2 separate regions of the Capra hircus genome follow, and region 1 is linked to region 2. Evidence: chromatin contacts called from public Hi-C data. All regions are on one chromosome and are shown on one strand. The core of a region is the stretch at or near the end of the contact, and the rest is flanking DNA. Distances in the headings are between cores, read along the strand shown. Region 1 overlaps JMJD1C (probable JmjC domain-containing histone demethylation protein 2C). Region 2 has its middle 190 kb from the start of JMJD1C.

The links. A called contact is a pair of places that touch in the nucleus more often than the background predicts.
Region 1: a contact with region 2 is called in a Hi-C map of liver, with 4 times the contacts expected there. The contact joins two enhancer-like sites. A contact is called at or near these places in 2 of 5 Hi-C or Micro-C datasets (blood and liver).

What each region holds. Positions count from the first base shown.
Region 1 is chr28:26,231,466-26,234,165 of ARS1.2, reverse strand. JMJD1C (probable JmjC domain-containing histone demethylation protein 2C) reads right to left here. Exons shown (of 26, transcript XM_018042212.1): 4 at 175-280. The coding sequence starts at 181. Among named protein-coding and RNA genes, the nearest start is that of NRBF2, 92 kb to the left of the region's middle. Within about 2 kb of position 1,320, at least 1 of the 5 cell types and tissues checked has an H3K27ac peak or open chromatin away from gene starts, as enhancers often do.
Region 2 is chr28:25,773,933-25,776,632 of ARS1.2, reverse strand. No RefSeq gene overlaps it. Among named protein-coding and RNA genes, the nearest start is that of JMJD1C, 190 kb to the left of the region's middle. Within about 2 kb of position 1,287, at least 1 of the 5 cell types and tissues checked has an H3K27ac peak or open chromatin away from gene starts, as enhancers often do.

The DNA of each region.
Region 1 (2,700 bases), core at 71-2,570, 460 kb before region 2:
AACTTCCTATTGAAATTACTCTGATTTTGCTATTATTTTCTGTGGCCTGTATGTAATTGAAAATATTAGACTGGGTCTTCTATTTATACTGCATATAACTAAACAACCAAAAGCAAATGAGAAATTGCCCAGTTCAAAAAACAAAAAAATTAACGCATAACTCAAAACAGTTACCTTGCATAAAAATCTCCTGAACCTTTTGTTCCTTTACCCAGACTTTCACTTCTTCCTGAAGTTGCGGGTTGTCCCTGAGAACTGGGTTTAGGCTGTCTATGTCGTCCTAGAATTATAGATTAAGAGAAAGGTCCATGTTACGCTGTCCTAACATTAATGTTACCAACCTTCCCTCCTATGTGTTCTAAGGGCTGAAGAAAATTCCTTTTTCTAAATGTATGCAAAAATGAAAATTCGTAAGTTATAGTTCATTAGCAATAACATAACAACAGAGCCTAATAAATAAATCCATGGTAAGATTTGATCTTTGACAAGAATGTCTTACGGCAAAATTTGAAATTTACTAATGTGTTCTCTACTGTCAGCCTTATATAAATCACCTTTTTAAGGGTTTCACTGTTAGAAGCAATATACAAACCAAATAGCTTCCAGTCATCTAAGGTTGGTAGCAAACAAATCAAGTTGAATATTTTGGGAAGCAATACATACATACATAGATGAGTTGTCCTCTCCCCACTATACCTAAAACATTAGTTTTAAACAAGTCATTATTTGACAAGCCACTGTCTTGATTGAAACACCATCAAATTCAGTTCTACTCAAACTCATCTGACCAGTAACTTCACTGATAAAAGTTTTATTTTTTCAAGCCTAAAACATTAGTTTTAAACAAGTCATTATTTGACAAGACAAGTCACTGTCTTGATTTAAACACCATCAAATCTAGATCTACTCAAACTCATCTGACCAGTAACTGCACTGATAAAAGTTTTATTTTTTCAAGCCAGTGTCAAAGCATCCAGGCCATTTAAATTACGTTACTGATGATATTATCCTCATAACAGGGTGGATCTAGACCCAGAAACGACCGGCTCTCTCCTTGGAGATGCGAATCACACAGTCACATGGTTTCCCACAATCTGCTGGTGCCCCGATGGACTCTGACATCCTGTTCTCTCTCAAAGCACCTCTGCTGCTCCTGCATTTGAGGTCAGCGGCAGGAGCCCTAGAGGAGAGCTGGGAAGAACAGCAGAGCAGCACTGTCACTTTGGCGGCCCTTTCCAAGGTGGACCAGCAGATCATGGAGACCAGGGGCCAGAGCGGCCCTTTCCAAGGTGGGCCAGCAGATCGCGGAAACCAGAGCGGCCCTTTCCAAGGTGGACCAGCTGATCGCGGAGACCAGAGCGGCCCTTTCCAAGGTGGGCCAGCAGATCATGGAGACCAGCGGCCAGAGCGGCCCTTTCCAAGGTGGGCCAGCAGATCGCGGAAACCAGAGCGGCCCTTTCCAAGGTGGACCAGCAGATTGCGGAGACCAGTGACCAGAAAGGTGCTTCAAGAAGAAAATTCTACCTGGTGAATAAAAATAATCTGGCAATTTGGAAAAGCCAAAAAGGGCTGAAAAGTACAAAGAATCCCTAATCAAGCAGGTCATACTTCATGCTTTAAAGTTTATCCAAGTAAAGCACTTTTCTTCTCACTTCATCACTGCTTTAAGGGACCACTCTGCATTTCTCGAATAATACTGTGGTAAAGACTGATATTTTGTTCATACCTAGTGAACACCAATGGCACCCCACTCCAGTACTCTTGCCTAGAAAATCCCACGGGTGGAGGAGCCTGGTAGGCTGCAGTCCATGGGGTCACAAAGAGTCAGACACGACTGAGCGACTTCACTTTCACTTTTCACTTTCACGAATTGGAGAAGGCAATGGCAACCCACTCCAGCGTTCTTGCCTGGAGAATCCCAGGGATGGAGGAGCCTGGTGGGCTGCCGTCTCTGGGGTCGCACAGAGTCGGACACGACTGAAGCGACTTGGCAGCAGTGAACACCAACAAACAAAACTATAAGACTTTTACACTTATCACCTCTGCTCTCCTGGGAAAATATACAAAAGTGCTGCTTCACAGCAGACGCAAATACTGGAGTGGAAAGATGTTACACAAAAAAGTAGGTAAAATCTGTGATGGGGGCGATGGGGGAAACCCAGCCCATGACCTGTCTTCCTTTTTGTAAAGAAACTTCCTAACACTCCCTTTTCTCCATTCCACTTTAATAATACACTGCACATTGAGTGAATCTCATTACTTGAGTAGCAGAAACTATCACGGGGAGTTTAGACTCTAACCCTCTTAATGCACAGGAGGTGACAGTGAAGTCCATGACAGACAAAACACAGGAAACTTTCTGTTTCCCAAGAAAAACAATTACCACTTCCAGACAGTTCCGACAGATACCAGGTTATTTCTCACTTTATCTTCCATACACAGATCCAAACTTAACTCCCTGGAGTCAAACACAAGCCTATTCATTTTCCTACATGATGGTCCTTCAAACGTTTGAGTTACAGTTTTATGTTTCCACAGCTTGAGTCTTCTCTAGTTTCAACGCCTATCTTTATCATAATCGTTCTTCTTACTCCTATTCTAGACATTTAACTGGCATGAAGACTATGAGTACATAGAAAATTCACACAATTACAAGGGTATCACAGCTGACTTACATGAAATTTACTTTTAGGGTACTGC
Region 2 (2,700 bases), core at 38-2,537:
TTTAATCCCATTAGATTGTGCCATTAGAACATTCACTAAGTGGCTAGATTAACTTTTGCTATTTTCATTATATAAGAAATACAAATTTGAATTTGAAGAATGTATTTGAAATACATTCAATTATTCATCTACTATGCAAGTAACATATGAACAAAGTAATTTATTGGGAAAGAAGACAAAATGATTTTTCTTGAAATGCCTTAACCTTACTAAGTAAAATAACTGAAGAGGCACCTAAATATAAAGGCATTTCCTTATTCATGGATAGATAATAATTCTCTTTTCAGTTTTTTTCTTTGATCTTAGTAAACTATTAACATAAGGACTTCATTTTTTTCTCATCTAGAGTTTGTGCCATTTTCTTACCTTGTATTTAAGCTTTTTATCTTTATGTCTAATGTATACAGTAGGTCTCTTGGATTTGATCCATTAATTTATAGCTTCTGACATAATTTACAAATATATTTTGTAGTCTGAAGCTTTCACTTTTAGTATAAATTAAAGGACACAAGTAAATAGGATTTCTTTCTATAAGCAGAGTAACGTGAAATATTTACCAAATGAGATGGCGCAAGTGTGATCGGAATGAACTCTGCCATGATTAGGAGAAACACCAGCTGTAAACAACTGTCCCAGACTTACTGGTTCTTTTTAACAACAAGTTGCAACTGTGTAATTATTATTGCTAGGATAATTATAGTATAGGGAAGCACTGTAACATTTGGCGGCTGTGCTAGTCTGGATAACTAACCACTAGCTGCCACAATAGACCAACTGTGAAGTCTCAGGGGCTTTACACAACGAAAAATGTCTTTCTTGTAAACACGAAGTGATGTAGTCAGCAGGGATTTCCTTCCACCCGGAGGCCCCAGGCCCATCATCTTGTGGTGCTGCTATACTAACATGTGGCTTCCAAAGTCACTGCACAAGGGATGGAAACACGGGAGGGATCCTCCTGGGTCTCACCGATTAACCTTGACCTAGAGGTGTTACCTGATACTTCCGCTCACCTTTCACTGGCCAGAACTAGACACATGGCTCCAACCTAACTATAAGGAAGGGTAGAAAATGTAGGGAAGCACATCAGTTGTTTTGTGAATCTGCAGCCCAAGTACTGATGGTGATTCCTATTTCATATCACACATCTATTTACCTGATGGTGCCTTGAGACCTTTGCTGCTGGCTCATAACCTGACTGTGAGTTGTTTGCTTCTCTAACTAGCTCTATCATACTCTCTCCAGTCTATTTATGGCTCAGATACACAAAAGGAATCATCTGACTGGCTTATTTATCATCATTGTCTATGGGGCCAGAGCCTTTGTTTAAAATCATATGAAACGCACTGGCCAGTCTACAGATGACTACTCTTGATTATGTGCCAACACCTGTTTTATCCATCTGTGGAAAGGAGTTTGGAAATAAATTGCATAGGATTTTGGAGGCAAAATGAATAAATAAATTTGGTACAATTATTTTAAATAGTGAAAATTTAAAAACATGTATAACAATGTTTTCATTGTTATTGTTATAATACCACAATAATTGCAAAATCAAAAGTTCTCAAGCTTTTGTAAAAAACTACATCTTTACGTTTTCCAAGCATATTCAAGTAGCTGTTATTTCAATCCATAAACTAAAGTGTATAGAAAACTAACTTTGTTTTTTTCAATAGCTGAATTTAATTTCTGTTTCATGTCTCTATTCCGTCAAGTGGGAACAACTAAATTTTGTTAAATTTCAGGCCTCCCTTACCTGCCGAGGGTTGCATCTAAGATTCAAGGGGTTTATGTAGCATCATGGCATTGGAAGGTGCATAAGCTTGCCCTCTGTATAAATCCCCCCTGCTTTCATGAGATACTAACCATGTAAGAGACCACCACTTATCTTATCTACAGAATTGATGCTTTTGAACTGTGCTGTTGGAGAAGATTCTTGAGGGTCCCTTGGACTGCAAGGAGATCCAACCAGTCCATCCTAAAGGAAATCAGTCTTGAATATTCATTGAAAAGACTGATGCTAAAGCTGAAACTCCATTACTTTGGCCACCTGATGTGAAGAACTGACTCTTTGAAAAGACCCTGATGCTGGGAAAGATTGAGGGCAGGAGGAGAAGGGGACGAGAGAGGATGAGATGGTTGGATGTCATCACTGCTCGATGGACATGAGTTTGAGTAAGCTCCGGGAGTTGGTGATGGACCGGGAGGCCTGGTGTGCTACAGTCCATGGGGTGGCAAAGAGTTGGACACAGCTGATAACTGTACTGAATGGAACCTGGCTCATGTAGGTCTCTGTGTGCTGCTGACATGCTAATGTTTCCTCACCCACTACATCAGGAGAAGCTCTGTTTCTCGGCTTATCTTACATTTATGCGTCATTCTACTGCCACAACACCACTTTGTGGCTTTGGGAACTCAGCGGGACTCTGAGGGGACCATGAACTAAGACATAGCGTGCAGATTTTCCACCTACTTCTATACATACTGAACACAGGAATGTGTAGAGTCCTATGGCTCTCAGATTTCGTCTGCAGAAGGGGCAGGATCTTCTGCTCTAGAATTCTTAAGCAAAGTTAGGCATTTTATTTTTCCTCCTTCTGACCTCAAGCAGAGGGCTCAGATTAGGATGGGAGTAGATCAGACTTGGGCTTCCCAGGTGGTGCTAGTGGTAAAGAACCCCCCTGCCAATGTAGGAAACATAAG